Linked DNA regions of Mus musculus: all the other regions are linked to region 5. A link is a contact called in public HiChIP or PLAC-seq and promoter capture Hi-C data. All regions are on one chromosome and are shown on one strand. Each heading gives the region's core, a stretch centred on a gene start, on an enhancer-like site or on the middle of the called end of the contact. The rest is flanking DNA. Distances are from core to core; before and after follow the strand shown.

The links. Promoter capture Hi-C pulls out the DNA fragments that hold promoters and counts their contacts. HiChIP or PLAC-seq counts read pairs in DNA pulled down with a chosen protein or histone mark.
Region 1: an H3K4me3 HiChIP or PLAC-seq map of embryonic stem cells shows a contact between it and region 5, with 5 times the contacts expected there. The contact joins the promoter of Fgr here to the promoter of Gpn2 in region 5. A contact is called at or near these places in 2 of 115 datasets of contacts at active chromatin or transcription factors (embryonic stem cells and microglia) and 2 of 9 other capture datasets (embryonic stem cells and pancreatic islet).
Region 2: an H3K4me3 HiChIP or PLAC-seq map of bone marrow-derived macrophages shows a contact between it and region 5, with 3 times the contacts expected there. The contact joins the promoter of Aunip here to the promoter of Gpn2 in region 5.
Region 3: an H3K4me3 HiChIP or PLAC-seq map of bone marrow-derived macrophages shows a contact between it and region 5, with 4 times the contacts expected there. The contact joins the promoter of Eya3 here to the promoter of Gpn2 in region 5. A contact is called at or near these places in 1 of 39 promoter capture datasets (pre-B cells) and 1 of 115 datasets of contacts at active chromatin or transcription factors (bone marrow-derived macrophages).
Region 4: a promoter capture Hi-C map of hippocampal neurons shows a contact between it and region 5, with 2.7 times the contacts expected there. The contact joins the enhancer-like site here to the promoter of Gpn2 in region 5. A contact is called at or near these places in 2 of 39 promoter capture datasets (hippocampal neurons and pre-B cells), 1 of 484 Hi-C or Micro-C datasets (palatal mesenchyme) and 2 of 115 datasets of contacts at active chromatin or transcription factors (intestinal crypt epithelium and microglia).

The regions. Positions count from the first base shown.
Region 1 is chr4:132,972,332-132,976,188 of GRCm38.p6, forward strand. Fgr (FGR proto-oncogene, Src family tyrosine kinase) reads left to right here and starts at 1,764. Exons shown (of 13, transcript NM_010208.4): 1 at 1,764-1,939.
Region 2 is chr4:134,509,352-134,513,236 of GRCm38.p6, forward strand. It overlaps Aunip (aurora kinase A and ninein interacting protein), which reads left to right and starts at 1,648. Exons shown (of 3, transcript NM_001081099.1): 1 at 1,648-1,818. The coding sequence starts at 1,741. It overlaps Paqr7 (progestin and adipoQ receptor family member VII), which reads left to right. Exons shown (of 2, transcript NM_027995.3): 2 at 1-886.
Region 3 is chr4:132,636,325-132,640,360 of GRCm38.p6, forward strand. It overlaps Eya3 (EYA transcriptional coactivator and phosphatase 3), which reads left to right and starts at 2,722. Exons shown (of 17, transcript NM_210071.2): 1 at 2,722-2,831.
Region 4 is chr4:134,305,081-134,309,266 of GRCm38.p6, forward strand. No RefSeq gene overlaps it. Among named protein-coding and RNA genes, the nearest start is that of Trim63, 7.9 kb to the right of the region's middle. Within about 2 kb of position 2,606, at least 54 of the 459 cell types and tissues checked have an H3K27ac peak or open chromatin away from gene starts, as enhancers often do. A contact at or near this core is called in hippocampal neurons, where this site is marked.
Region 5 is chr4:133,582,211-133,586,193 of GRCm38.p6, forward strand. Gpn2 (GPN-loop GTPase 2) reads left to right here and starts at 2,163. Exons shown (of 5, transcript NM_133884.2): 1 at 2,163-2,659; 2 at 3,700-3,856. The coding sequence starts at 2,249. It overlaps Gpatch3 (G patch domain containing 3), which reads left to right. Exons shown (of 7, transcript NM_172876.2): 5 at 262-383; 6 at 772-899; 7 at 1,409-2,032. The coding sequence ends at 1,622.

The sequences.
Region 1 (3,857 bases), core at 514-3,013, 610 kb before region 5:
GGTTTCAGACCAGAAGAAGAGTGCTCCAGGCAAGAGCAGGTGAGGGCTCTGCTGGAAAGTGTGTGAACACTGGGGAAGGCCCCTAGGGAGCCACCCAGGAGCTGGACTTAGAAGAAGAATTACAGAGCAATTCCTCCAAGATCAGTGTATGTCCTTCTGTCTCTCCCTTATTCCCTCCCTCTCTCCCTTGCTTCTCTCTTTTCCCTCCTGTTTTTTCTTCCTTCCTCTTTTCCTCTCTCCTCTTCTGTCTTCTCTTCCCATCTCCTCTAATCTCTGCCTTCTCCTGTCCTATCTCCCTGCCTTCCTCTGCCTCCCCCTCCTCCTCCTCCTCCTCTTCCCTTCCTCCCTCCTCTCAGGTAGAGAATCACTACTCCTCTTTGGCTGTCCTCCAATCCACAGGGCTCAAGCATCCTCTTGAGTAGCTGGGAGTGCAGCTGGTGCGGCTGTTCCTTTTGTATCTGGGCTCCCTATGGCTGGGCTCCCATTGGCCACGATATACATTTATTTGTTAATTGCACACATGGATCAATGGCCAAGGCCAACTTAGAGGATGCTCTATAATGGTGGCAGTGCTATCCAGGCAGGGTAAAGCCACCCTCCCACAGTCCCTGAACCTCCACTACATTTCCTTTCTTCCTCCTACACCCACTTCATATTTTCCTAAGAGAGAAGCACTTTTATTTGGTTTTTTGAGACAGAGTTTCTTTGTGTAGCCTTGGTTGTTTTGGAACTCACTCCATAGACCAGGCTGGCCTCAAACTCAACAAAGATCTGCTTGCCTCAGCCTCCCAAGTGCTGGAGTTAAAGGTGTTTGCCATGGCTCATTGAGAGAAGCATTCCTATCTGCATCCATCACTTGCTGACACCGTGTGTGTCACCATGATCCTCCTGAACTTGTACTTTAGGGCGCTCACACACAGCCCCCTACACCCCTGTCTGTACACAGAAGCACACCTGACTGCATAATGTGTCCGAGCTGTTGATTCTAAACCCAGTCACGCATCGTCATCGCCTATCATCAGTATAGCCCCGGGGACACCCACTTGAATCTTCCATGCCTTAAGCCCTCACCCTCCCACAAACATTTCCAATTCAACCCTAGCTCTCCCTCCCCAGGCAGGGGGATTTCCTGGGTCTCAGTGCACCTTGGTTTTAGAGAGGTAATACTGGTAATAACTCTTGGTTTTAAAGGGAGGGTGGGTATCGGGCTGGGGGAGTATAGGGAGGGCTCTCCTAGAGACACTGTGATTGATTAAGGATTCTCCTCAGCTTCTCTAAAACTTGTGTGTGGCAGTAGCCTGATGGGAGCTGATTGTTGTGAAAAACAGGTACCCAAAGGCAAGGGCCTTATCTCCACCGCCCAGTTCCTAAAGATGAGGCGGCAGGGTATAAGTGACAGGCAAAAGATCCCTGGCAAATGTAGTGACAGTAGTGTAAAGGCTACAGGCTATGTGAACTTGGGCCAAGTTATCCTGACCTGGCTCTGTGTTTTCCTACCTAGGAGATGAGTGGGGAGTGGGAGCCTTTGGGATGGCCAACCCCCCACCCCCTTGGTATCCCACTCTAGTAACTAAAGGGACAGGTCCCTTTGGCCGGAACCTTTGGGAAGGAGCTGGGGCGCAGGGACAGCGCTGGGAGAGCCCATCCACAGCGGGAAGTGGGAGCCAGCGGACTTTGGATCTGGGGGCCCCTCCTGGCTTTGGGCAGCAGTCTAGGGGCTGAGGCGTGACTTCGACTTCTCTGGCTGCCGCCTCCTCCTCCGCAGTCACCAAAATAAGAGAAGTCCGAGACGGCTTCCTCCTCCCTCCCCAGAGTAGGTAGTAGGGGCAGAGGCGGGTAGCACCTCACTTTACCCCCCACATCGCCTCTCCTGGTTGCTGGAAGTTAGGGTTGGCTCGCCCCAGATCGAGTCACCCGCAGCTGGCTCCCTTGAGACCAGGTAGGCGGCCAAACCCGGTGGGGGCTGGTAGGGCAAATGTTGCCCCGCCCCTAACCGTCCTCACCTTGGAGGGAAGATTTGGGGGTAAACCTGAACTTTGAGAGCTGAGCAAGTTGAAAGCGGGAGATGGGGGTGGGGATCCCATTCAGAAAGGAAATGAAGAAGGAAAACTAAGGAAAGCTGGAAAAGGCTGATAAAAACCTAGGAGAAGGCCGAGGCAGTACGGCGAAGGCAGACCAAAAATTCCCCCTAAAAGTCTAAATGGGGAAAGAGAGGGAAACTGTGTTGTAAATTTGATAAAATTTGGGGAGAGGGCTGAAAGTACAGGAAGGCACTGTGGGATCCCCCAAAAGCGTCTAGGGAGAGCCCTGAGAGGCTTTCAGGAGGAGAAAAAGGAAAGAAGCTGAGGGGGTATGAGAGAGGGGTAGTAGGTGGGGAAACTGGAAAGGGGGAGGGGATACTGAGGAAATCGGTCGCGAGTTCCCGAGAAGGGGGTCTAGGAGAGTGACTTCTGCAGAACTCGGAGTCCAGAGTGCAGTTCTGGGGTCTCAGAGGCCGGCTATCTGGATTCCTCAGAGGGAAGCGGGGAGTCTGCAAACTCCCCCCAGACCCTCTAGCTACATCAGTGGGGCAGCGGGTTCCAGACACCCTGGGGATTCCTTCCAGCAGCTGGAGGCGTGGATCTGGGTTTCCTGGGGAAGACCTCACCCTGGGGCATCAGACCTCCCTGGGTGCTTTTCCCTATCCGCAGTGGCGGTCAAGGTTTGCGTCCCTGTCGGGATCCGGGAATTGCTGGCAGCCCCGACGGAAATCCTGCTTTTGACCGCCAATGCCCGCAGGGGCTGTTTCCATGGCAACACAGGGCAGTGAGGCCAGTTGGCTTTGGGCCGCTGCAGGCTCAAGGCTGGCAGCCAACTTTGGTCCCTGCCTTCGTCCCCATTTTTGGTCCTTGATCCGGGTGTGTTGCACCACAGAGGGAGTGAGAGGGTGCCGCTTGGTGTTCAGGGGTCTCCTGCCTCAGAGACATGTTCTCTTAGCAAGAATGGGCCTTTAATTGCTATGCAGACCTCAAGGAGAGCTAGCTTTCTCTGGACTTTTGCTTTTCTCATTGGAACTTTGGGGAAGAAACTAGCCCTCCCCATACCAAAGCTGTGCCTAGTGGCTCATGCCTATAATAATCCTTGCATCCAGCAAACAGAGGTAGGGAGGTTGTCACGAGTTCAAGACCACCTTGAGCGATATAAGCAGAAAGACAGGTGGGGTGGGGGAAACAGAAATAGAATGGGAAGGGGTGGGGCGGGGAGGAGAGGGGAGAATGGAGGAGAAGGCAGATGAAGTTCTATCAGATCCAGGCCAGCTGGCTCTACACAGTTCTTTGCCTTCTCAAAGCATGGAGGACCAGAAAGCTTCGCTGACAGGGCCTCTGAGAACCAGCACACAGTTGGCATCTACTAAATGTCACGTTTACTAGGGCCCATTCCAAGAAGGTTAGCAGGGTTCGCATCTGTACCCCACTCTCCAGGTGGCCACCCTACAAGCAAGCCTTTTGTAGTCTAGAATTGGATGCAATGAGCATCCTTCCATTTGTAGTGGGAAGGTGGAGGGGGTAGCCAAGCTGTGTGGACCCAAGAGAGGGGGAGGTGGAGGGGGGCTCCTGCCTATATCAGCTCCTGCTCCCCAGCAGGCTTGAAGCTGTGAGTGAGATTGTGTGAGGGTGCTCCCCAGTGTGCTGTGGGCTTGAAGTGAATGTGTTCACGCCTGGGTGCTTGCTTTTGTGTGGTTATTGGGGGTGGGGGGTGGGGGCTGCTCGGAAGCTACCTAAGGTTGAAGTGACAAGGGACGTAACCAGCCCTGACAGGCTGGGTAAGGGACAGGGAAGACAGAGATGAGGAAGGAAGAGCCAAGTCTCTTCCACACA
Region 2 (3,885 bases), core at 398-2,897, 930 kb after region 5:
ACAAAAAGGCTTTTTGCTGGCTATAGAGAACAAAGAGCTTCTTTCTGGCTGTGTTTTTAGAGATCAGGGAAAACAAGCTTGGGGAACATTTAGGGGCTTTACCTTCCAGGGAGAAACACTTTAAGTTGGGGTCTCACAGAACTGTTGTTGGGAATGCAGTGTGTGTGTGTGTGTGTGTGTGTGTGTGTGTGCGCATGTGTGTAATTATATTCCTATCTGGCATTTTGAGGGATTAAAGATCGGCCAGATTGCCAGCCTGGGAAACAGAGAGATTCTGTCTGGAAGTAAAGAAAGGACTGGGAACTGCTCATGAAGAGCCTTGCATGAGACACTTCATTCAGTCCCCAGAACTGCAGATGAATAAGGAAACAGATAGGACATGTCCCGCCACTTATAATATATTCTAAGGGTTTTCGTGTAATACATATGAAATTCATATATAAAATTTATATAAAACCAGACATACGAAAAGTTACAAGAAATATTCACCCAGGGCTGGAGAGAGGGCTCACTGGTTAAGAGTGTGTCCTGCCCTTCCAGGAGATCTGAGTTTGATTTCCAGCACACATATTGGGTGGCTCACAATCTCCTGTAACTCTAAATAATAATTACAAACTTTCTTTTAGTTCTGCTTTGAACTGACAGAGATCTGCCTGCCTCTGTCTCTCAAGTGTTTGCATTTAAGCCTCCCATGCCTGCTAGACAAGCACTCTAACAAATGAAGTTACAGCCTCATCCCTGGATTCCAATTTTGTTTCTTTTGTTTTTTTTTTTGAAACAGTGTTTCTCTGTCCTGGAACTTGCTCTGTACACCAGGTTTGTTTTGTAACTCACAGAAATCCACCTGCCTCTGCTGGGATTAAAGGCCTGTGGTTCCACCACCCAATTCCTTGATTCGATTTTTTATTTCATGTTTTCAAAGATCTTCCATGTATTGGCTCAGTTACTCTTACATGCCAATTAGTGGCAACCCCTAGTGTCGGGTAACCAACCACTGGGTCAGCCAGGGACAAAAGGGTTTAGAGTGGGGTCTAGAACCTGGCTCCACTGCTCCAGGAGGGGAGGCTCTGGAGTAAAACTGTGCAGTCTGAGACTGGAGAGATGGCTCAGCGGTTAAGAGCACTGGTTGCTCTTGCAGAGGACCCTGATTTGATTCCTAGCTCCTATATGGTGACTCAGAAGAGCCTATACTCTAGCTCCATCCTCGGAATCCTACTCTTCTGTCCTCCATTTACACCTATGCTCATGCGCGCATGCCTACAGACACCCCCCAACATAATTCTTAAAAATTATGCATAAATATATTTACATAAATATATCAACACAATATATTAATATACACTCACTTATAGAGTATATGCATGTATTTTATTTTATCATGTATTCTATAATACTTATATAGTATAGTCACAAATTATATGAGTACATATTATATATGTGGATACATATTACATATTATAATATGTATTCATATATATATTTCTGAAAAAAAGTGCAGTCCTGCCAAACCAAACTTGGTAGTGACCTACACATGCAGAGGGTGCAGAGTCCACACAGGAATGAAGAGCAAAGCAGGAAGAGCTCCCGGGAACCGCCCGGCTTCCTTAGCGCACTGGGCGTGGTTAGGGGCGGGGCTTACGTCATTACGGCCGGGCAGAGCCCTGCCTCCTGCAGTGGCGGGAGATCTGAACGCGGGTTGGCGCTAACGCCGGCTGCAGTGGTGCGCGGTGCGCGGCCGCCATGAGGCATAGAGGGCCCGAGGAGGAGGCGTGTGGTGTGTGGTTGGACGCGGCGGCGCTGAAGAGGCGGAAGATGCAGGTGGGACGCCAATATTGAGGCGATACGCGGGCTTTGGGGGACGCCTGAAGGGAGGGGGTCGGCATAAAGGGAGGACGGGATTCGGGGCGACTGGCAGCGTGAGGCCTTTGAACTGGCGCCTCAGGCGTCCTGTGGCATGCTGGGAAGGGCTCCACGACTGGTCACCTACAGGGTGCGGTCTACCCAGTTTGCCAGAACCAGCAACATGGAAAATGCAGATCAGATCGGGGATCTGGCCCAACATTAAATGAGCATCCCTGGGGTGCTGGAGACTAATTGGGCGTTTAATATGCGTTGGCTGTGTCATTAATCTTTTTTTTTTTCACTAGTGAAAGAGGGTTGAGTAATCCAGGTTCCCCCAGTTCGCTTATTACCAACAAGTGTTAGACAATTGCTTGTTTAGCATCTTATGCTGGCCGTTGTGTTTAGGGTTTTAAGTAATATTACCTTGTTTGGTCCAGCTATATGCTAGTATCAGTCCAATTACCTAGGCAGAACATGATATGTCCCCATAAGTAGTTTCAAGAGAAATGTGACTTTTGGAGTTTAGAAAGATTGCTGTTGATTTGAGACTATTAAAGCAGATTGAATGGAACAGGTGGAGATCTGAGATTTAAATAGTATGATTAGCAGTCTAAAGAGCAGCTGTTAACCATTTTTTGCTGATGAAAAATTGGAGATTCTTGGTTTTTGTTTTGTTTTGAGCCAGGGTTTTTTTTCTGTTATGTAACTGGCTATTCTGGAACTCACTGTGTAGAGCTGGCTGGCCTTGAGCTCAGAGATCCACCTCTTTGCTTCCCTAGTGCTACGATCAGCGTGTGCAACCACACCCGACTGAAAAATTGAGGATTCTTAAAGTCATCTTACAACCGAAGTCATTTTCTTCCCCGGGGACAGCGTTTCTCTGTGTAGTCCTGGCTGTCCCTGAGCTCAGAGAGCCACCTGCTTCTGCTTCCCAAGTGCTGAGATTAAAGGCCACCATTGCCTGGCTGAAGTAATTTTTTGAGGGTAACAAACTTTCACATTTTTTTCCTCTTAACATTTTTGGAGCCGGGCGTGGTGTCGCACGCCTTTAATCCCAGCACTCGGGAGGCAGAGGCAGGCAGATTTCTGAGTTTGAGGTCAGCCTGGTCTACAAAGTGAGTTCCAGGACAGCCAGAGCTATACAGAGAAACCCTGTCTCGAGAACAACAAAAACAAACAAACAAACAAACAAACAAACAAAAAAACCAAACCAAAAAAAAGAACATTTTCGGAATAGGTAATAAATCGATGTGTTCTGAAATGTAAACATATAGTCTGTGAGATATACTCCTGGCTTTGCCTGTAATTAACACACACACACACACACACACACAAATGCATCTTTTTCCTATTTACAAATAGTTGCATGCTATACACTGGCAATTTGTGTATATTTAGGTTTTTTAAATTATTTTAATGATATCATTGTGTGTGTGTGATATGTACAGGAGTACAGGTGCCCACGGAGGTCAGAGGTGTGAGAGACCCTCCCTGAAGCTGGGGTTACAGGTAGTGGTAAGCCACCTGATATGGTGCTGGGAATCGAACTCGGGTCCTCAGGAAGAGTCCTGTGCGCTCTTAACCACTAAGCTGTCTCTCCAGGCTGTCCCCACCTACCCTGTCCCCACGGATGTCTGTGTCGGTGACTTTGGAGGGGGCAGTAGTTGCACGCACTTGTGAGCTGTGTGATACGAGCACTGGTGTAAGACCCCCATGCTGGACCTCCGCTCAAGTCCCGGGATGAGCTGGCCAGCACCCCAGTGACCGAGAGAAAACCACACCCGAGGCAAACCGCAAGAGGTTTTATCATCAGCTAGCTGAGGACGAAGTCCCAACGCTGTGCAGGGCACCGGAGCGGACAGCAGGGGGCTTTTAACAACTAGCTGAGGAGTTGGGAGGAGTTGGGAGGAGTTGGGAGGAGTTCTTCTCTTCCGGGTGTCCTTGGTGAAATTTACAAGGCAGGAGTGGGGAGTGAGTTCTTTCTGAATTTTTATCTCCCGAGTCCTCCGCACAGGAAGGCAGGCATCTCTGGTTGTAAAGTAT
Region 3 (4,036 bases), core at 1,472-3,971, 950 kb before region 5:
AGACTGGGAGTGGTGGGGAATGTCTTTTATCTTAGCAGTAGAGAGGCAGAGGCAGGCAGATCTTTGTGAGTTTGAAGCCAGCCTGGTCTACATAGAGAGTTCCAGGACAGCCAGGGCTACATAGTAAAACTGTATACATATATGTACATATGTCTATATATATACTACAAAAACAGACTTTTTTTTACATTATCGATTTACCCATGTATATGTGTATGAGTCTAAGTACAGCTTGTATGGGGGAGAGGGGATAGGGAGAACAGCTTGCAGAAACTGGTTATTTACTCCCGCCATGTGGGTCTTAGGGATTGAAACCAGGCCACCGAGTATGGAGGCAAGTATCTTTACCTGCTGAGGCATCCTGTCGGCCCTAGAGCGTTGTTTTGTAATTGCTAATAAGCATAGGATTGATGTGTATGTCCAGTGTGTACTTTGGGAAGAGTGTCTGGGGACATCACATTGTTTGTGGGCTCCCTCTGGTGGAGCTGGTGGTTCATGTCAGTCAAAAAAAAAAAAAAACAAACAAAAAACAAACCAATGAGCAATTAATCTATGCTTTCATGAATTGACTGTTTACTATGTAACATATGTTACATAGTAACATATTGCTAAACATTGCTAAAATACACCCCCCCAAAAAAAAAAAAAAAAAAAACATGCCAGTAGGGCACAGACTCACACCTGTGATTCTAGTACCTGAGAGAAGAAAGCAGAGGAATCAGGAGTTCAAATCCATTCTCAACCACAAATCTAGTTGGGACACAAGAGACCTTATCTCAAAAACACAAAACAAAAACCAAACCAAAAAAAAAAAACCAAAAAACCAAAAAACAAAATCCCAACTAACCAACCAATCAACCACTCCTCCAAACCCAAATCCAAGCCCTTGCAGAACTTATATTCTGGTGGGGAGACCGTACGCCAACCCCCCAAGAAACTGATTGGACAAACGTCATGAGAACAATTATCAGGGGGTAGGAAAGTACAAGGGAGACAATCGCTCCTGTTCTAGCACAGCATCAGAGGCGTCAGAGGCGGTCTCAGTGAGAAGGCTCATTCGAAGATGTAAAGGGGGTGACAAGGTGAAAGAAAGAGCTGTCTCAGGGAAAAGTACTCTAGGTAGAGGGAGTAGAAAGCAGACAGCACCAGAGCCTGCCTGCAGGCTGGGAGAACAGCAGAGGCCAGTCTGTTGTAAGTGGAAGGAAGGTAGGACAAAGTAGGTTAGAGTTCTACTCGAAGAGTAAAGTCTTCTGAGTCCTGTAGGTGATGTAAGGATTTTAGTGTTCACACTGAGACAGAGCCATTGGAAGAAGCACACGATCTGATTAAGGCTTTCACGGGAGGCTCTCTTCTGTATTGAGTATAGGGTAGCAAACATGAATGGGACCCTCAGAATTACATACTGACTGTGGTTCATACCAACACAGGTGGAAAATGGTCCGATTCTGCAAAGACTTTGAAGACAGCATCTACTGATTGTGCTAAGTAGGTGTGATGTGTGAGAAAGAGCAGTTAAGATGCTCGCTCCCCAAAAAGTAGTTGCTTAGAAAATTGTTGAAATAGAAGCAGTTAATAAAAATCTTTTATTTTTATTTGTATTGAAAAGCTAGGTTTTTGTTTTTTAAACTTTGTGGGTTAATCTAATATTTGTAATTCTGGGTCTTTTTTTCTTTTTTTTAAAGATTTATTTATTTATTATATGTAAGTACACTGTAGCTGTCTTCAGACACTCCAGAAGAGGGAGTCAGATCTCATTACGGGTGGTTGTGAGCCACCATGTGGTTGCTGGGATTTGAACTTTGGACCTTCGGAAAAGCGGTCCGGTGCTCTTACCCACTGAGCCATCTCACCAGCCTGGGTCTTTTTTTCTTGAGGGTCTTTCCCTTCAAACATGAATGGAATTGAATACACTGACAACTATACAAAGCCTGTCTTCAACTCCATTCCTCGTCCACACTTGAGTTGTATTTTAGAATTAATGAAGCATTAAAAAATGTTTCTGAGCTAAGAAGGTGGATCTCTTGATTTCGAGCCCAGTCTGATCTTTAGAGGGAATTCTAGGCCAAGGTCCATAGAGAAAAACTTTTCTTGGAAAAACAACAACAAAAAACCACCCCCACACACACCAAAACAAAAACAAAAACAAAAACAACAAAATGTTCCTGAAAACAATTTGCACAAAATGAAGGCAGCTGCAAGTGTAATATAATACTAGGTATAAACTAAATTTTCGGATAGAAATGTTCACTTTGAGTTAGCCTTTCAAGTGTCTTCAAAAGTTCCCATCCATTTTTCCTCTCCTAGTCTTTCTAACTCGACCAATTGCAGTCAACATTTTTCAACTTCGTCGTCCCTTTACGGTAGGAATCACACACATTTTTTTTTTTTAGAACTTACTTTCAAAGATGAGAGCGGTGGCTGGGCATGGAGGCACAAGCCCTAGGCTGAAGGAGGAGGGTCCCCAGTTCGAGATCAGCCTGATCTGACTTTGTTTTGGGGAGGGCGGGAGTACTTTTCACGAAGGCGGCGGCAATTTAGCAGCACCAGCATCCTCGGAAAGTCATCTCGTGCGTAAGATCCAGGGAGTCAATCACGCAACTGGGTCTGCGAGGTGGGCGGGACCTAAGCCTTGCCCCGCCCCGAGACGATTGACTGGTCCTCTGGGTTCTGTCGGAACGGGGTGTGGATTGTTAGGCGGTCCCGCATCTACTTCCGGTGGCTAGGGATGCGCATCCGGGTCACGCTAACGCCGCGGTTTCCGCCACTCTGTTGGTTCCAGAGTGGGTCCGTAATCGTCCCATGTCGTGCTGGGCAGTGTCTGCAGCCGTCTGGTGAGTCCCCGCCGCCGCCAGGGTGTGAGCGCGGTGGCTCGGGTGCAGCGTTCGGGGTCCCGGCTGAAGAGGTCCTCCTTGGTCGTGCTGGGTAGGGGGTCCCGTCACCGTCCCCCTCGTCCCTGCCTGCCGGTCTGCCCTCGAGCTTTTCCCGGGCGTCGCTCTGGCCTCGCCCCTTCTCGCCTAGGCGCCGGGTCTCTGCCTCCCCCTTCTCTCAGCACTTCTTCCCGATCCACTGTTTTTCCACCCGGAGCGTTGGGGTTCGGCTCTGTCCCCCAGCCCTCCTCGCCTGTGACCCTTCCCCCCTCCAGGGACTGGTAGATGACAAGAGTGTTGCGCCTGCCCTTTCAGAGCGAGAGGGCTTCCTCCGAGTCCAGATCCTGGCCGACTGCTCCAGCTTGGAGGCGCGAGGTTAGACTTGAGGTCGCTTCCCCAGTTAGAGAACAACAAAGGCGTCCCCAGGTCCTCGCACTGCCTCAGTTTGCTGGGCTCTCTGGGCAGCAGCGAACAGGTGGCGGACTCGCTGGCGGGCTTGTGAGATCTCCTGAATTGACAGGTCTTCGTCCTGTCTGTTTTGAGTCCTCTGTCCCACGAGAATGGATGTGCACAGCTGAGGCAAAAGTGCGGATGTTCTTCACTCTGCATGGATTTAAAGTTAGAGGACTCCGGGTTTCTAAACTTTTAAACGACTGTGATGTGGTGTGGTGTTGCTGTTTTCTGCCAAGATTCACCAATGTAATATCATTTTCCTTATAAGCCAGACATTGTTTCTTAGAACGTTCTTTTTAACTTCTTTTTCTCTAGTGTTGCTACCATGGTTTAGAAATCATGATCTTAGCATTTTAAAATTTAAGACATCTTATCTTACATTTTCTGGAGGTTTAAAATCATCTATAATGTGAAAAGGGTTAGACTTTATAATGGTTAATGTCCTGTTTCTCAAATTTTGTGATCTAAGGTATATCTAGAGGTACAAATTTGGATAATTCTTTTTTTTTCCTCCCTTCCGGTTTTTGGGGTGTTTGTAGCATATCATTGCAACCATCATTTTCTTTTCGTCATTTTGTGCGTGATCAGTCTAAAATTCAGTATTAATAATTAAATATGTACAGAACAAATAACCGCGTTTATTATTGGTTCCTCTTGGCACAGTTCTCCCTCATATACACATAAGAGAATAGAACATAGACTGCCATATTCCAAAA
Region 4 (4,186 bases), core at 1,356-3,855, 720 kb after region 5:
AGGGCATCAGATCTCATTACGGATGGTTGTGAGCCACCATGTGGTTGCTGGGATTTGAACTCAGGACCTTCGGAAGAACAATCGGCGCTCTTAACCACTGAGCCATCTCGCCAGCCCTAGATGTGATTTCTTAGCACTCTGTTCAAGGTGTTCTCACAAAGGGAGCAGACCTGGGTCAGCCACATCTGGGTCAAGGGCCCCAACCCTTATGCGTCAGGGCCGTCCATGCTTCCTCCTAGGCCCCTCCAAGGGTCACAACCACTGCCGTTCTGACTTTTGGTTGTTTGGGACTTTGTTGCTCTGGGTTGACCTGAACTTGCTATGTGGGCAAGGCTAGCCTTAAACTCACAGATATCCTCCTGCCTCTGCCTCCCGACTGTTGAGATCACATACCTGAGACACAACATGCCCGACCTGACTCCTTTCTTCCTTCCTTCCTTCCTTTCTTTCTTCCTTCCTTCCTTCCTTCCTTCCTTCCTTCCTTCCTTCCTTCCTTCCTTCCTTCCTTCCTTCCTTCCTTCCTTTCTTTCTTTCTTTCTTTCTTTCTTTCTTTCTTTCTTTCTTTCTTTCTTTCTTTCTTTCGACAGGCTCTCATAGCCCAGGTGTTTGACCTCAGATTTGTTCTGTAGCTGAGGCTGGTCTTGAACTTCTGATCCTCCTACTTTTACCTCCTTAAAACATGGATTATTAATGTGCACCAGCACTCTCAGTTTTGTCTGGTGCTGGGGGCTGAAGCCAGGTATTTGGAAAGCACTGTCCTCTGATCCAAACACCCGCTACCTGTGTCTGTTTGCAAAAGATCATCTCAGCTAGGCTGGTCAACTGTCAAGGTTCAGTCTTAGAAGGAGTGGGCAGGGCCCTTCACCTCAATACCTGGACATTCCCGGATTCTGCCCTGAGTACACACCGCCTCTGGATCTTGGGAGGGGCTGCAGTCTATGGGCAAGTGCAGGACGGAGGGAAGAGGGCTTCATGGTACAGCTGTGAAGAAGCCATCATCTATCTATTCTGGGGAAAGACTTCTCAGTGAAGACCTATGCTGTGCAAAGAAACTCAATAAACTCATTGTTTCCCTGGGGAGCAGTGTGTGTGTGTGTCTGTGTGTGTGTGTCTGTGCGTCTCTGTGTGTGCTTGTGTGTCTGTGTCTGTCTGTCTGTGTGTCTGTATGTGTGTCTCTATGTGTGTTTGTGTGTCTGTGTATATCTGTCTGTGTGTGTGTGTGAGACTTTGGGGGAACTGAACTCTGATTTATCATTGGGACTTTTAGAAGGAACAGGGCAAACATTACTGGATGTCCTCTGGTTACTCCTTCCCTGAGAAAATTCTCCAAACCCCAAGGCCCTGGATATTGGAGACCAGCACTCTATTATTGGAGCCACAGCCCCAGGCCCTGCTGCTCTGGCTTGTAGCAGCTTAGGTTATTCTGCCTGCTTTGAGTGTTATAGAAACAAGACTATAAGCTCCACCCTTCGGCTCAGCACTGTTGAAGAGATTCGTCTACATTAAAAGCAACAACACTCCTTCATTCTGATCTCCTGTGGTTTCCCCACTGTGACCACCGATTATATGTTTCTCCCAGTGATGGTCACATCTGGGATTTTAAGGTCCAATGTCTGTCTGTCTGTCTGTCACACACACACACACACATACACACACACACACACACACACACACACACACACACACACCTTGCAAGCAAGCCATGTATCATGACTCAAGTCTGTAATTAGCACTCTGGAAGGCTAAGGCAGGAAGATTGCCCCAAGTGTGGGGCTAGCCTGGGTTATATATCAACTACCTGCCTCAAAAAAAAATCTTTACATGTGCACAGTCGAAACATATCTATTATATGTCTCCTGATGGTTTCATAAACCTGGTTCCTCAGAGCACAATAGCTGAGTGTCATGTATGAACTTATTTACATTTTTGTTATTTTATGTGTATGAGTGTTTTACCTACATGTGTATCTGTGTACCATGTACATACAGTGCCCAAAGGAGGCCAGCGAAGCTGTTGGATCCCCCCCCCCCAGGAGTTACAGACACTTATGAGTTCCCTGTGGCAGCTGGGAGTCAAATCCCTGTCCCCTGCAAGAGCAGCCAGTGCTCTTAACCACTGAGCCACCTCTCCAGCCCTGCATGAATAGTTTACATTGTGATTTTTATCAAATTGCATTTCCCAAGGTCTCAAGAGGGGCCAATCGTTAATATTTGTTTGTCTAGTTTTATAGAAGAAAATCTGACTTTATTATGCCTTTGATGTTAAGTTAAATGCAGATAAGCACGCTGCCTCTGTCTTTGTTGGGGGCTCAGTGCACCCGTGTGCTGTGAACCACCTCTGTGTGCCCTTTGCCCTCTCTCTTACCCTTTGACCTCCTCACGCGCTGACACTCCATCTGTACACAGGTCTCTGGTGTTTTTGCCCCTTAGTGTGTTACTTGTCTTTTAGTCTTGTTTATGGAGCAACCGCAGGTTTAAATATAGTCTGCCCCACCCCCACCCCCGCCCTTGTTTGTGATTTGGAAGCTGTGTGTGGCAAGCCCTGGGTTCCAGCTGGAGGGGGTGGGGCACAGCAACAGCTGGACTCCCAAGACTGGCTCACCAGGGCGGCAGGGGCAGCAGAGAGCCACTGGCTGGCGATGTGCCCGGCTCACTTCCTCCAAGTCTTTCCGGGTCCTTCTGGGGAGCTCGGGGTGCCTACCGGGAAATGTGGGAGCCAGCCAGTATGCCCAGGGCAGAAGAGGAAGTGAGTGTCCCTTAAACTCAAGCTTGTGTGAACATTTTGTGAGCCTCTGTGTCTCTTGTCTCTGTCACACACACACACACACACACACACACACACACACACACACACACACACACACACACGAGTTAAAAATGCAATTATCTACTTGGGCTGCCATAGCAACACCAGCAGAATTCAACACTAGAAATGGATTTCTCACCATTCTGGAGCCTGGGAGTCCCTTGCTGGGTGCTCATGTCTATCACCCTCGCTGTGTGAGTGAAGGAAGAAGGGAACCTTCTCTTATGGTCCCCGCTACCATTTTTATTATTTAATTTTTTAAAAGACATGTGTCCCATATGTATCCCAGGTTGGCCTTGAATTTCATATGGAAGGGAGACCTCATCTCTATGCACCCCACTCCCGGTTATGGCTGTGAATTTGGGGGCAATTCAAGCTTCCAGCTCTTTGCAATTTTCCGGGAACCTAACATTGGACTTATTACCCAGTGTGCGAGCATATGACGCACTTTCCTTATCTGTTTAATGGGGATGGATCTGGAATGAACCTCATGAACTAATATATCAGTACCTATAAAATGCTTAGGACAGCCTCCTGGAAAGCCCTCAGCAGCTCCCTCCGCATCTTGCTTCCTTTTGTCCACGCCCTTGTGCAAGCCCCTTTCACTGAGCTTCAGGCTCGGGCTGTGAGCCCAGTAGAATTCAGTCACAGTGAGAGGATCTGCCTATAGAGACTCGCCACTGAGTCTGACCTGAGTTCTATTCCTGGCCCCACACGGTGGAGGGGGAGAAACTGATTTTTGTGGGTTGTCCTTGGACCTCCACACACTTATGCACATACGTGCAAACTAAATAAGTAAAAATTAATTTAAAATTCAGATAGTATGTAACTTCCAGGCCACCTCACAAAAGGCACTGCCATTGTCACTTGCTTTGAGCCATGGTTTAGGGGTGACCAGGGGATCTGTAGACAGGTACATGAGCTAAGGGCTACAGCTTGTAAACTCTGAAAGTGACTCCCCTAGCTCGGATAAACTGGCCTGTAGTCCAGTCAACGTCTTTACCACAGACTCTTAGAGGCCCTGAGCCAGAAACACCAACTCTTGACTAATGTGATCCACCAAAACTGTGAAAATCAGTGTTCTATTATGGTTTAAAGTTAAATTTGGGGATAACTTGAAAGGCAGCAAAAGACAATCTATAGACGGAGGTTGTAGGGTGAGCAGTGGAAGCTGAGGTGGGCGGACACAAGTGCCAGCCTGGGCTGTGTATAGAGACCTCACCTCAAAAAGAGGTGAAGCCAGCAGGTGTGGCGGCTCACACAGGAAATCTCAGACCTCCAGAGGCTGTGGCAGGAGAATCGGTGTGAATCGAAGATCAGCCTGGGTTATACTGCAAGTTCCTGGTCAGTCGCGCTTACATATTGAGACCGGGTGTAGCTC
Region 5 (3,983 bases), core at 913-3,412:
GGATCAGTACACTGACTGCTGGACCATCTCTCTGGTTCCCAGTAACCTGGCTTCTGGTTTTATCTCTGCCATTCTTTGATGTCTGCACCCTGCCTCATCTGGAAGAAGAGAGCCAAGGTTCCTGTTCCTGTTGGGCTCCCAAGCTCGTAAAACATTTTACAGGACATTGTGAACATGAGTCAGAGATCTTGTGAGGGGACCCCAGCATCTCATCCTCCCGGGGACAGGGACTCTTTTACAGAATGGGTTGTGTTCCTGCAGATGGAGGAGACAAGGATGCCCGTGACTCTGTCCAAATGCGCCTGGAACGGAGACTCCGTGAGGGTCAGGAAGATGGCTCTGTGCTAGGTGGCCAAGTCGGCACCTTTGAGCGCCACACCAAGGTAAGTGAGTGTGGTTAACCACAATGCCATTCCCTCTTCCTCCATTCCTCCTGCTCCAAGGAGCATGCCCACTCTCCCTTCTTCTTTCCTTCCCTTCCCTTCATTCCTTTTTTTTTTTTTCCGGTTTTTCGAGACAGGGTTTCTCTGTGTAGCCCTGGCTGTCCTGGAAGTCACTTTGTAGACTAGGCTGGCCTTGAACTCAGAAATCCGCCTGCCTTTGCCTCCCAACCATTCCCTCTTCTTCTTACATCCTTTGAGGCAGGGTCTCATATGTAGCCCAGCCTGACCTCGAACTTAAATCTCTGCTCCATCTCCCAAGTGATGGAGCCTGCACCCCTGCCACACTTGAGCCACTTCTTTCTCTGGACTCTCGCTTCTTCCTTTGCAGGGCATCGGCCGGAAGGTGATGGAGCGCCAGGGCTGGGCTGAAGGCCAGGGCCTGGGCAGCAGGTGCTCCGGGGTGCCTGAGGCCCTGGATGGAGATGGCCAGCATCCTAGATGCAAGCGCGGCTTGGGGTGAGTGCACCTGAGGGGCTCCCTAGGCCATTGTCCAGCTGTGCTGCTGTCTGCTTTCCCTCTTGCCATTGTTTTGAGGTGGGTGTGGGCCCCTCTAAATGAACAGCTTCACAGCAGGTGTAGAAATAGATGACACTGTCCTTATTTTCATTTTAAACCCAATCCTACAACTTAAAGGATCACGGGGCCCTCAGGGAAGTCATTTCCTCAAGTCTGGGTTTTGGCTTCATAAGGGAGTCTGTTGTGGAAATGAAAATTCCCAGGTCCCTGATAGTTGACACTCCTCTCCAGAGGCTGGAGAGCAGAATTTGGAGACAATGCTTTGTCTTTGGTGCTGGAGGTGTGGCTCAGGAGTGAGTGTGTCCTTGCCCCGGGTTCTTGTGCTATGAGCATGAGACCGCTCTGATAGAACAAACCAGATATGTAGTAATTACTTCCTGTCTCTTGCTAACCTCTTTACTGGGCTTTGAAGAGAGCAGCCTTCTCACCAAGAGCTCTGTTTTATCCAGATACCATGGAGAGAAGTTACAGCCATTTAGGCAACTGAAGAGGCCCCGTCGAACTGGCTTGGGGCTCATTTCCACCATCTATGATGAGCCTCTGCCCCAAGACCAGGGGGAGACCTTGCTCCGGCGCCAGCCACCCACCAGCATGAAGTTTCGGACAGATATGACTTTTGTGAAGGGTTCTAGCTGTGCCTTGGACAGACCTGAGCCCGAGTGAGCCTATGTCCTTGGTCAGGATCACTCTGCGGCAGGGACTTAGCCCTCTGCCTGGATCTTGCCCTGTGGACCTGAGAAGCAGCCCAGAGCCTGGGAGCAGCCCTGAGCATGCCCAGTTTCTCTACCTCAAAGATGATATCACCAAAAGCCCCTCCGTCTCCTGGGGTGTTTGTGCCTAAAGGCCTTCCCTTGGTCTCCAGGCCCTAGTGCTTGTTTGGGTTTGCCCAGAACAGTGAAGATCTGGACTGCCTGTGGCACCGTCCAGTCGGGTTTGAGGGTTGTCTGAAGAGCTCCGTGAAGCTGGGAAAGGGGACCAGAGAATTGATCCAGAGAGCGTCGCGGTCCCTTACCACGTCTACCCTCTGCCTAGAGACGGATCGGTGCGAGAATAAACCAGTTTACCCGGCATGGAGATCTGCCTTAGTGAAGCCTGGGGAAATCTTAAAACCGGAGGTGTGCGGTTGCGTGACCACAGCCTATGCCGTGGCCGTGTGGGTGGGACTTCCTCTCCAGACAAGTTCCGGCGGAATCCGGAAGTCGGAACTTTTCCCTTCCTTGCCGGGTAGTTTGTTCGTTTTTCTGCTTGAGTTTACTTGGTGAGGCGCCCGTGGGCTGCCAGCTCCACCCATGGCGGGGGCCGCCCCGACTACGGCCTTCGGGCAGGCAGTGATCGGGCCCCCGGGCTCGGGGAAGACCACGTACTGCCTGGGCATGAGTGAGTTCCTGCGCGCTCTGGGGCGGCGCGTGGCGGTGGTGAACCTGGACCCCGCTAACGACGGACTGCCTTACGAGTGTGCGGTGGACGTGGGCGAGCTGGTGGGGCTGGGCGACGTGATGGACGCGCTGCGCCTGGGGCCCAACGGTGGCCTGCTCTACTGCATGGAGTACCTGGAAGCCAACCTGGACTGGCTGCGCGCCAAGCTGGAGCCCCTGCGAGGCCACTACTTTCTCTTCGACTGCCCCGGCCAGGTGGAGCTCTGCACGCACCACACCGCCCTACGCAGCATCTTCTCCCAAATGGCCCAGTGGGACCTCAGGGTGTGTCTCGGGTCGGGCAGAAGGAATCCCTGAGACCGGGAGGCGGATAGGTGCCACGCCCCCAAGTTACATTGGGAGATAGCGGCTGAGTTAAGTTTGAAGCAGAACTAAAGCCTCTGAGATAGAATTTTAGCTCGGCCCCAACTCATTTCATGGTCTTGGAAAGTCCTTTCACTCAGTTTTGTCATCTCTAAAATGAATGTGACAGTTCCCAATTTTAAAAACAGTGGAAGTGACTACACAGAAAGTGGCTTAGTGATTGGTTAGTTGGTGTTCAGAAGTGTGATGAAAGAGTAGAGAGGTAGGTGCAGTGTGATTTGAACCCTTTGTCCACTGCAGGAACTGTGCAAGAGACCTTGGAAGAGGTGTTGGAGATTAGCTCAGTGGTAGAGAACTTGTCTAACAAGCAGAGGCCACAGTCCCTGGGTTTGGTCCCCAGAATAGTAGGAAGGACAAAATGGTAAAATTGCCCCCTATCTTCTTGGAGGAGGACATGATGTTATTAAATTTAAATTAAGTTGCCTGGCGGTGGTGGTGCACGCCTTTAATCCCAGCATTTGGGAGGCAGAGGCAGGCTGATTTCTGAGTTCGAGGCCAGCCTGGTCTACAGAGTGAGTTCTAGGACAGCCAGGACTACACGGAGAAACCCTGTCTTGGAAAAAAAAAATTAAGAACAAGAGGCAGGAAAATATCTCAGGCCTGTAACCCCAGCAATGTGGTGTGGAGGCAGAAAGAGTTCTGGGCCATCAAGCCCTGTCTCAAGCAGGCACATGAACAGGAAATAGAACAGTACTAAGGAAGGAATAGAACAGTACTAAGGAAGGAATAAAACAGTACTAAGGAAGGAATAGAACAGTACTAAGGAAGGAATAGAACAGTACTAAGGAAGGAATAGAACAGTACTAAGGAAGGAATAGAACAGTACTAAGGAAGGGTACACTGGATCCGTGGGCTGCCAGGCTCTCGAGGGAGATGTGGGCTCAGAAGTGTCCTCCCTCACCAGGTCAGTCTTCCTCTCACCCTGTACCTTCTGCTCACAGCTGACTGCTGTCCACCTTGTGGATTCTCACTACTGCACAGACCCAGCCAAGTTCATCTCCGTCCTGTGTACCTCCCTGGCCACCATGCTGCACGTGGAATTGCCCCACATCAACCTCCTCTCCAAGATGGACCTTATTGAACACTATGGGAAGCTGGGTAAGAGACTGCCTGCAGCGCGAAGGGAGCTACCTCGCTGCCTTCCTGACTTTTGGCCATTATTTTGTGCGCTGTGCTAGATGCCACAGTTGATTTAGAGATGAGAGCTACAGATGGGGCTTTAAAG